Linked DNA regions of Sus scrofa: region 2 is linked to region 1. Evidence: chromatin contacts called from public Hi-C data. All regions are on one chromosome and are shown on one strand. Each heading gives the region's core, a stretch centred on a gene start, on an enhancer-like site or on the middle of the called end of the contact. The rest is flanking DNA. Distances are from core to core; before and after follow the strand shown.

Region 1 (4,997 bases), core at 1,172-3,671:
ACCCACGTCCCAGTGGGACCACTTATCAGCAGGCCTTGTAACCAGCAGCAACTGCCTCAGTTACGGGGAGGTGGAATGCTCTGCCAGCTGTCTAATGGTCTTGGGTCCAGATGCCACACTCTGGGTAGAAACAGGGGCTCTGCTAGGCCCTCCCCAGCCCCTGGGCACAGAGGGCCAGGCCCACAATAGGACTGTCCACCAGGCACCAAGCCTAGTTCTGTGGAACTGACTTCATGGTGCTGTGGCCACCTCATCACACATCTGGGCACCTCTGCGCAGGACATGGGTGCAAAGCTGGACAACTTGGGGGCCCACAAGATCCTGCCTGAGCTCTGTGATGAGCTGAGTACAGGCTCCTCTTCCCCTGGACCCTGAATGCAGCTGCATCAGAGCCTTTGATAATGACTCCACTGGGGTCCCCAGTTGGGCAGCTGATCCCTGGAGCTGGACAGGGGCTGGGGTGTGGACACAAGTGTGTTCACAGGCTTTCCCAGCATCAGAAAGGATGTACTTCCCTGGCCGCACCTCCTCCAACAGCCTCTTTCAGAAAACCGGCCTGGGGTTACTCTTCCAAGCACCCAAGTCCTTTGAAAAGGCCTGGGCCTTGGAGCCCACCCGTGAGCCCAGGGGCTGGGTGGAGACCCCGAGGCTCCTTCAGCCCTGGAGCCTCAGATTTTCGTCCTGAGACACAAGAGTTCAGGGCCAGCCAGAGGTCTCCCGAGATGCCAACAGCGTAGGGCCAGGCTGGGTCTTTGGGGGCATGCACACCTGTCCTGATCCCTCCATCCCAGCCACGACTCCTGACCCAGGAAGCTCCTTGACTGCCCGTTGAGGGTGGGAGTCCAGCTAACCCCGAGGGATGAATGGAGCTTGTGGGTTGAGGCCCACTTCTGCCTGCCTTTTTGGGCCCAAATCACCCCCAGATGTATACAGCAGGCACCAGGACTCCCGTGGGGAGTGGGGTGGGGGGGACGTTCTCCAGGTTCTAGGTTCTAAGATCCCATCCAACTTGACTTCTGACCCTTGACCTGCTTTCTTAAATCCTTGCTTCTCTTCCCCCCCATCCCTGGTGAGGGAATCACTGCCCTGACATTGTCCTACCCTGAGATGAGGTGCCATCCTGACCCACCACCTCACCCCCGATTGCCCAGTACCCAGTGGAGCACAGAGGGCGGATGTCCAAATTCAGTGTCTCATTTGCCCATTGGCAAGTGTTGTGACGTTGTTTCCTGAGAAATCAGGGGTCTATGAGCTGCAGGATGGCTGGCCACTTCAAGCTGGCCCAGGACGGCAGACCTTCCCACGTTCTGATCTTGCTCAGTTAGTGGGGTGCTGTCCCCAAGGGCCGGGCTGAGATAGCTCCTGAGATCCAGTCCCACCCTCCTCCAGAAATCAGACCCTCTGGAGAAAGGACCCAAGTTTAAACAAGCATCTTTTATTTTTTTAATTAAAGCATTTTTTTTTTTTCCTTTTTAGGGCTGCACCTGTGGCATATGGCAGTTCCCAGGCTAGGGGTCAAATCAGAGTGACAGCTGCTGGCCTACATCACAGCTACAGCAACATGGGATCTGAGCCGTGTCTGCGACCTATACCGCAGCTCACGGCAACACCAGATCCTTAACCCACCGAACAAGGCCAGGGATCAACCTGCATCCTTGTGGATACTAGTTGGGTTTGTTACCCCCGAGCCATGACAGGAACTCCTGAACAAGCATCTTGTCTTAGAACAGTTGCCTGGAGCTGTCCCTTGGTTGGGAGGGACAGTCCCTGGCTTATAGCCCATGGCTGTGGCCTTCCTGACCCCTGTGGCTTGCCAAAGATGCTCCACTGACCTCACCCAGGACCCTGGGCAGGTGGGGAGAAGGCTCCCCCGGGTGGGGTGGTCACGCTGACTCAGGGTCAGCCTTGGGACTGACCAGGACAGAATGTCTCCAGGAGGGCCCTGCGCGGCCTCTGTAGCCAGCGCTGTTACTAAGAAAAGCCCAAGGAGAAAGGGTAACTCAACACGCCTGCCCTGGACAGGCCTGTGGTGGGAGGATGGGCAGATGACTCAGGAGATGCTCTGGGAGGCACAGGGATGGTGTCACATCCAACTGTCCAGCACGCTAAGCCCCTTATTTGACAGGGGGAAGAGGTCCTGCCTTCCGGTTGTCTCCAAATCCTGCGGAAACCAGGCATGGTCCAGAGGGGCCCTAGGGAGTGGACAGCCGGTGCCTGTCAAAGGTTCTGGGGACCATGGACACCCTCGGGAACACTTGCTGTTGCCCCCTGGCCCCTGTGTGAGTGGGTGTCTCTAGGGCAGTGATGCCATGGCCACGGGCTCTGTCCCCCCCACCTCAGCCTGGCCATTTACCCTCCTCTGGACCCAGAGCCTCCAGGGCTTTCTTCTCTGGGTGACACTGAAGCAGTAGCTGTCATCTGAGCCCCTTGTATGTCCCACACCGGGGAGGCTCGGGTGTTTCTGGTGTGGCCCATAAGAGATCAGAGCGTAAACAAATGGCGTGCTAGGATTTGGGGTGGAAATCCCTGAAGACAACATGAAAAAGTCATCAGACAAGACCAACTGGGCAGAGTGGGGGGCTAGCCTGAGACCCTGAAAGCCAGAGATGCCTTTTTCAGTGGGTGGGTTGTTACGGACCCACATTCATATGTTGAAATCCTAACCCACCATGTGATGCTATTAGGAGGTGGGGCTTTGGGGAGGTAATTGGGTTATGAGGGTGGGGCCCTCATGCATGGGGTTAGTGCCCTCATTAAAGTGAACCGAGAGAGCACTCTAGCCCTCTCTCTGCCGTGAGAAGGCACAATAAAAGGTGGACAGTCTGGAAGCTGGAAGACAGCCCTCATCCAACCTCAGCCAAGCTGGCACCTTGATCTTGGACTTTCAGTTCCCAGAACTGTGAGAGATAAACATCTCTTGTTTATAAGCCACTTGGTCCAGGGTATATTTGTTATAGAAACCAGAACTGACTAAGGCAGAGTTGCACTCATGTTTTTTACTGGGCATCTCAGCCCCGGTGGTTTTGCCTAAAGGAATTTGTTCTTATTCCAGACTGTAGAAGCTGGAAGGAGATGGCAGTGAGATGGGGAAGACAGCTTAGCTCTCCTAGAGCCTGGCTCCATCCTAAATCCCACCCCCCTGCAACCGCCCCAGGGACTGAGCTGGTTCCCTAAAGGGTTTGCCCTTATCTGAGGGTGTCACTGACAAACACAGCATGGTTTAATAAGACCCCAGACCCGCCAGTGCTTCCCTGTGGAAAGCAGAGGCTTGAAATTATATGCCTGTTCCAGTGTGGAACTTTGCTCCCTTATAGCCACGTAAATTACTTCATCTCATTTAACTGCCATTAGCAAATTATTAATCTAAATTCACACACCCAGAGTGAAATTACTGAACTCAGACATTTTTCTATCAAGGATGCTTTCCTCCCAACCAAAGCCCATTTAAAATGTGTGCGAATTTTAGCAGCCTAGCCAGTCTTGCATCCCCGCTTGCTGAGCCTCTCAATAGCCCTTGCAGGCGTTTACAAGCTCGTCTCCCTTTTTAATGGTGCTTTTTTTGGTCTAGTTTTCGAGCACGTGAATATTTATGGGGTTGGTACAGTACAGGGGAGGGGTCTGGAGCCCAGACTTGGAGGTCATTGGAGGTTAGACACATCCAGATTTAAATTCCAAAGAGTCTGAATATTACCTAACCACAGATTTCTGTCCCCAGGCCTTAGTTTTATGATCTGTGAAGTGGGAATAAGAGGACTTACAGGGTTGCTGTGAGACTTCAATGAGATGACGCAGAGTGCTCAGATATGCCACAAGCAGGCAGGAATGATGGCTGTCGTGGCTGCTGTTATTCTTAGCTAGTCAAGGTGGACAGGGTCAGAGGTGGCCTCTTCTGCTCTCTGACTCTGGGACAAGAATGTGATAGGGGCCCAGAGCAGACTCTGGCCAGGAGGTTCTGGGTGAGCCAGGTCTTTTCCCATCTCCCAGGCTGAGCGAGTCCACGCCTTCCTTGAGCGCCCTTCTTTCTGGCAGGAATCTCTCATCCAGAGAACACTGCATTTTAAGAAGGTCTCATCCAGGAGTCAGTGGCGGTCATGCCATCAAAAGGGCGAAACTGTAAAAGCTGAGCTGGTGGAGGAAGGACACTCCCTACCCAGGAAGGTCCAGGAGCCCTCCAGGTAAGCGTGGACACCGGCTTGGGATCCTGGGACAAAGATGCTCATTAGTCCAGAGAACAGAGCCACGAACACCCGGTCTGGAAGACCAAGGACTTCTGCTTCAGTAGCTGAGTCTTTCAGCCTCAAATCCTTTCACTCTTTCTCCACTCCATGTTTTAACAACAATGCTATTTAATATGGGCCAGTCTGAATAACTTTATCCTTCCCTTAGATCTGTGCCTATAAAAGGATACTGTGTTGTCCAGACGGTCCATAATTCATTAGGCTGAAGTCCCTTCCATCTGGAGACTTATACAGTTGTTGAAAAGCTGTCACTATAACCTATTGTCACTGCAACCTTTTATGAACCAGCCTACATTTTTATGTCAAAAATTTATCTTAATGGCCTCACAGCTCTTACCTCCAATTATTTCGGTGTCACCAACCTCCAGCTTGGGCCGTGCTCCAGCTGATATGCGGGAACAAATTTCCTCTTTGCTCTTATCCCAGCCCCACTCTGAAAACCTCACGGATAATGTGGTATACCCCCTCAAGAGGCATACACACACACACACACACACACACACACACACACCCACACACCCACTCACTGCAGAATGGGAGAGGAGACTAGGACCTTCAGGGGACACCCTCAGTGGAAGGCTGTGGGTGAACCCAGAGAAGCTCCATGTGACCAACATGTGGAAGGAAGCACCTCGCAGGAACACGTACGCAGCGGCACCTCGCAAAGAGGCTGGGCTCATTTTCCCCCTTGGTTTTAAGACTGCCAACAGTGATCCACACATCCCCTGTCCACACAACAGAAAATGCTAGCGGGGGAAA
Region 2 (4,914 bases), core at 1,512-4,011, 150 kb after region 1:
GGGAAGTGTTTGCTAGACAATTTCCGGAGACACCAGATCCTTACATCAATAAGAGTATGTTGTATGCATAGCTAAAAAATATTTAACAAATTTTACTTATTTTTTTTTTCCCATGAAACACAGGCTCTTATCAAAGGAGACGACACAGTATTTGTTCTTTAGAAGTTTACAGGCTCTCAGGGGAGGCAAACCCAGACATGGAAAAAGATATAAAATGGCACAAAGAAACCACGGTCCCGGTGTAAACAGGGTGGGTACACAGAAGGGCCACCCTAGCACCCTGGGGTGGGGGAAATCGTTCTTCTCAGTCTCCCCAGTAAAGCCCACGGGGTCTCACGAAATTCTACCCTCCTGGAGATGGAAGGAACAAGACCCCAGAAGAAGTCAGTAAGTATCTCAGGCTTGAGGGATCTCTTTCCCTTTATTGTATCCTGTGCCCTTTCTAACTGTGTCATTTTACAGTTAATAACATCCATGCTAACGAGTCGGCAAGTAGGCGCAAAGGGAGAGCAGTTCCTTCCTACCCGGGGCTGTGGGTATGGGTGCCCTTTCTCAACCTCAGAGTGGGAAGACGGAGGACACAAAGGGGAGGCCCTGCAGGGGACATTCCCAGAGCTGTCTTGAACCTCAGAGCCCGGAGAGGGGCCGTCGAACTCCTTGGCAAGAGCTGGGGGGAGTGTAGGAGCCCATCCACTTGGGTGAGGATTTGCAAGGTGCAGGCACGTGACCCTCGGCTGGGCCACAGGTGCAGCCCCTGTGGGGAGAGTCGTGCAGACTGTGGTGCATGTTTGCCGAGGGAAAGAAAACAGAGTGGTGGGGCCTCCCAGACAGAGCTGGCAAGGTCTTTGGGGACAGCCAGGACAAGGAAGATGGTGAAAACTACGTTTCTCAAAGTCCGTGTCCCACGCACAGCTCCAGGCCTTTACGTGTGTTAACACAGGAACCCTGCCTGTATGAAGACAGGGAAACTGAGGCTCAGAGAGGTCAAGTCATTTCCCTAAACCCACACAGTCTGTGGGCTGTGGAGTCTGGATTCAAACCTACCCATTTGCCTTCAAAAAGGCAACCTGAAAAAATTTCCTTGGTTTAAGCTAAATGAAAAAAATCCAGTCACAAAAGACCACATATTACCTGACTCCATTCACTGATATGTCCAGAATAAGGAAATCCAGAGAGACACAAAGTAGATCAGTGGTGGTCAGGGGTTGCGGGGAGGGGGAACGAGGAATGACTGCTAATGGGTATGGGTTTCTTTTTCCTTTTTCCTTTTTAGGGCTGAAAGTGAGGCATATAGAGGTTCCCAGGCTAGGGGTCTAATTGGAGCTATAGCCGCCGGCCTATTCCACAGCCACACCAGATCCGAGCCGCGTCTGTGACCTACACCACAGCTCACGGCAACACTGGATCCTTAACCCACTGAGTGAGGTCAGGGATCAAACCTGAATCCTCATGGATCCTAGTCAGGTTCATTAACTGCTGAGTCATGATGGGAACTCTTGGGTTTCTTTTTCAGGTGATGAAAAAAAATTTTTTTTTGGTCTGTTTTGCCTTTTCTAGGGCTACTCCCGAGGCATATGGAGGTTCCCAGGCTAGGGGTCTAATCGGAGCTGTAGCTGCCAGCCTACACCAGAGCCACAGCAACGCGGGATCCGAGCAGTGTCTGCAACCTACACCTTAGCTCATGGAAACACCGGATCCTTAACCCCCTGAGCAAGGCCAGGGATCGAACCTGCAACCTCATGGTTCCTAGTCGGATTCATTAACCACTGCGCCACGACGGGAACTCCCATCAGGGGATGAAAATATTGACTGTGGTGACGGTTTCACATGCCTGGGAATATACTAACAAACACAAACTGTACACCTTAAATGGGTGAATTGCAAGGGATGTGAGTTTTATCTCAATAAAGCTGTGAATTTTTTTAACTTAGTTAAAATTAATTCCTTGAGAAGCAAAACAGAAAATATACAACTCTGTCTTCACTGGGGGTCTGGGAGGCCATTCAACGTTGTTTCTTTTTTTAAAATTTTTTTATTTTCCCACTGTACAGCAAGGGGGTCAGGTTATCCTTACATGTATACATTACAATTACATTTTTTCCCCCACCCTTTGTTCTGTTGCAACATGAGTATCTAGACAAAGTTCTCAATGCTATTCAACGTTGTTTCAAAGGGACATGGACTCAGTGGAAAAAGTGGGAAGGACATGTTTTCCCTAGTATTTTCTAGCATCCCGGCTGCTATCTGACCCTCAGGCCCGGGGCAGGAGCAGCCCCTCTGTCCTACAGAGAAGGGGAGCTGAAGGGCCCTCGGTCCCTGCTCTGTGCTCGCAGCCCAGCCACCAGGCAGCCTCATCAGGTGATTAAATATGGATTAAGAAAACGTAAGGTCTGCCCGCCGAAATCTAAGCTACGGAAAAACAACCCTGACCCTTCACATGATCCTGCAGCGCGGGCAGAGTGGCTGGCGTGACCCGGGGAGTCTTGGGAGAGTCTGGCTGTGTCACTGAGAAGCAGGATGAAAGCCCAAGGACAAGGCCAGCGCTTGATTCATGATCACCTCGCTCGTGTTCTCCCCATTTGTGTTCTGAACCACAGAACTGTTTTCCCTGGTGTTTGTCACTTGGAGGACGGGAGCCTTTTAATTGGCGAGTGAGCAGACTTGCCGCTTGAGATGTCAAAAGACTGTCTTTGCAGAGCAGCGGAGGCTCTGTGAGTTAAGGGCTGTGTCTCTGAGTCAGCCGGCAAGTCTGGCCTGAGTGCCGACCCAAATCAGCCAAAACGACAGGTGGTTTAGTTGATGCCCGGCCTTGGGGGATGGTCCCCGGGGGCTGAATCCTGCATTAGATTGGATGCTGTGGGTTCAGAAGGCCTGGCCCGCCACGCCTCCCATCTAAGCAGTGCTTTCTATGGCATCCAGGTGCAAAGGCTCCTCCGAGACGTTAAATACGGTGCCTAAGGTTGATGGCCCCAACCAGTGGCCACCCTGTATCCATACCTTTCGCCCTGGAACTCTGTAGTACCCTCTGCACCATGACCCTGAGCTTGACCGTGGGACTTGGTTTGGAAAAGTATATGTACATTTCCACTCCCCCTCTCATGTCTCAAGAACCGCTATCAGAACCTGCTGGCCGGACTTGCTGGAGGATGAGAGACCAGCCTATGCAGCCAGAGACCTGTCAGCCAAAAGCAAGCCTGAGAGGGGCTGGCCAAGATAACAGAGCCACCAACCTGCAGCTGACCACAGGGACACGAACGAACCTGCCTAAGACCAGAACCAGTCAGCCTTCGGACTAGATGAACACTAGACCTTTATTGTCTCAAGTCACTGAATTTTCTGGTGGCTTGGTGCATAGCACTGTTGGGTCAATATGCAACTGGTTTATGAGCTAGTCAAGAGATGGAGATAATCCTAGGTAGATGAAGATCCTCAATCTCAGCACCGCCTCCTCCCCAACCCAAATCCAGAGTCTAGCTTGAAAGGCCCCCCTTGGATCATACAGACGCATGGACCAGTTGTAGACAGGCTGCAGGAAGAGAGCACAGTGAGGACATGTCATGGGGACCAGCCAGGCCAGGCATGAGCTCATGGAGAGGCGGGAGAATTTACAGAGCTTAGACTCTGGAGCCAGACAGTCTGGCTTCAAATCCTGGTCACCCCACCTCTTGTGTCATCTTTAGGAAATTAGTTAATGCATGAAACCATAGACTGGCTCAACCAACATTCATTCCGCCTTCCTCCTGACGTGCCTTCCTGTATTTCAAAGTCAAGAAAGCTATTCCCTTGCACCTCCAGAGATCTAGGTGTACTTTAGGGTGTACCAAGCAGATGTGCTTGTATACGATCTAAGAAGCCAAGGAAATGAGGTGGGGGCCATCTGGCTGTAATTCTGCTGTTCTCCTGCCAAGCAGAGGTGAGACCAGTCACCAGCTTTGTGGGTACATGGGAAACAGAGTATCCACGTTGCAGACGTGACCAGACTTGGTGACGTCTCCTGGTCCCTGGACGGCAGCCAAGGCGGGTGTTCCTGAGGTCAAGAGCTCCCAGAGCGGGGGTCCTGACTCCCACCCTTCCCACCTGTGGAAGCAGCAGCCCTGGTGGTTCATTCTGCAGTGTGTATTAGGAATCACTCTTGGAGGCAGAGCTAGATCCTGCTCTTCTCATGATTTTGGAAACTCCCAATCCTCTCTGGTAATCTCTGCTTAAATGGCCAGAGGTTTCTGTTTTCTGGCTTCTGATCTATAATAGGGGTTAATCTCTCTGGGCCTCAGTTTCCTCATCTGTAAAGGGATGGTGATATTTTATGCCCCAAAGGGCTGTCCTGAGGATTTGGTTAGATAATCCATACTAGGCAAGTAGAGCAGTGTCTGGCACGCGAAACGCATTTAAAATCTTATTATCATTAGATTTCTAGAAACTCGCTGGTGTCAGGGCATCCAGTGTTGACAAATTATAAGAACTGCAAGATGTCCAGTTACATTCTGATTTGAGGACCTTCCTCCGGACCGCATGCATGTCTGGCGGCTCTTCCAGGGAGGAGAGCTGTTAGTATACTCATTGGGTTTGGATGTTTTCCAAGTCTTGGGCAACATATATTTTCACTCTTTGTGGCATGGGTCACTTCTCTGCATGAATTACCTTGTCAGTCACATGGAGTAAAATTACAGGCATCTTGAGCTGCTGCTGCTTTTTTTTTTTTTTTCTTTTTAGGGCCGCACCCTTGGCATATGGAAATTCCCAGGCTAGGGGCCGAATTGGAGCTACAGCTGCCGGCTTCCGCTTCAGCCACAGCAACACCAGATCCGACCCACGTCTGTGAACTATACCATGGCTCACGGCAATGCTGGATCCTTAATCCACTGAGCAAGGTCAGGGATCGAACCCACATCCTCATGGATACTGGTCAGGTTCAAT

The links. Hi-C and Micro-C count contacts between places; a contact is called where the count stands out from the background.
Region 2: a contact with region 1 is called in a Hi-C map of skeletal muscle, with 5 times the contacts expected there. The contact joins two enhancer-like sites. A contact is called at or near these places in 1 of 47 Hi-C or Micro-C datasets (skeletal muscle) and 1 of 2 datasets of contacts at active chromatin or transcription factors (skeletal muscle).

What each region holds. Positions count from the first base shown.
Region 1 is chr3:114,969,575-114,974,571 of Sscrofa11.1, forward strand. No RefSeq gene overlaps it. Among named protein-coding and RNA genes, the nearest start is that of KLHL29, 34 kb to the left of the region's middle. Within about 2 kb of position 2,422, at least 4 of the 83 cell types and tissues checked have an H3K27ac peak or open chromatin away from gene starts, as enhancers often do. A contact at or near this core is called in skeletal muscle, where this site is marked.
Region 2 is chr3:115,115,695-115,120,608 of Sscrofa11.1, forward strand. No RefSeq gene overlaps it. Among named protein-coding and RNA genes, the nearest start is that of KLHL29, 180 kb to the left of the region's middle. Within about 2 kb of position 2,762, at least 2 of the 83 cell types and tissues checked have an H3K27ac peak or open chromatin away from gene starts, as enhancers often do. A contact at or near this core is called in skeletal muscle, where this site is marked.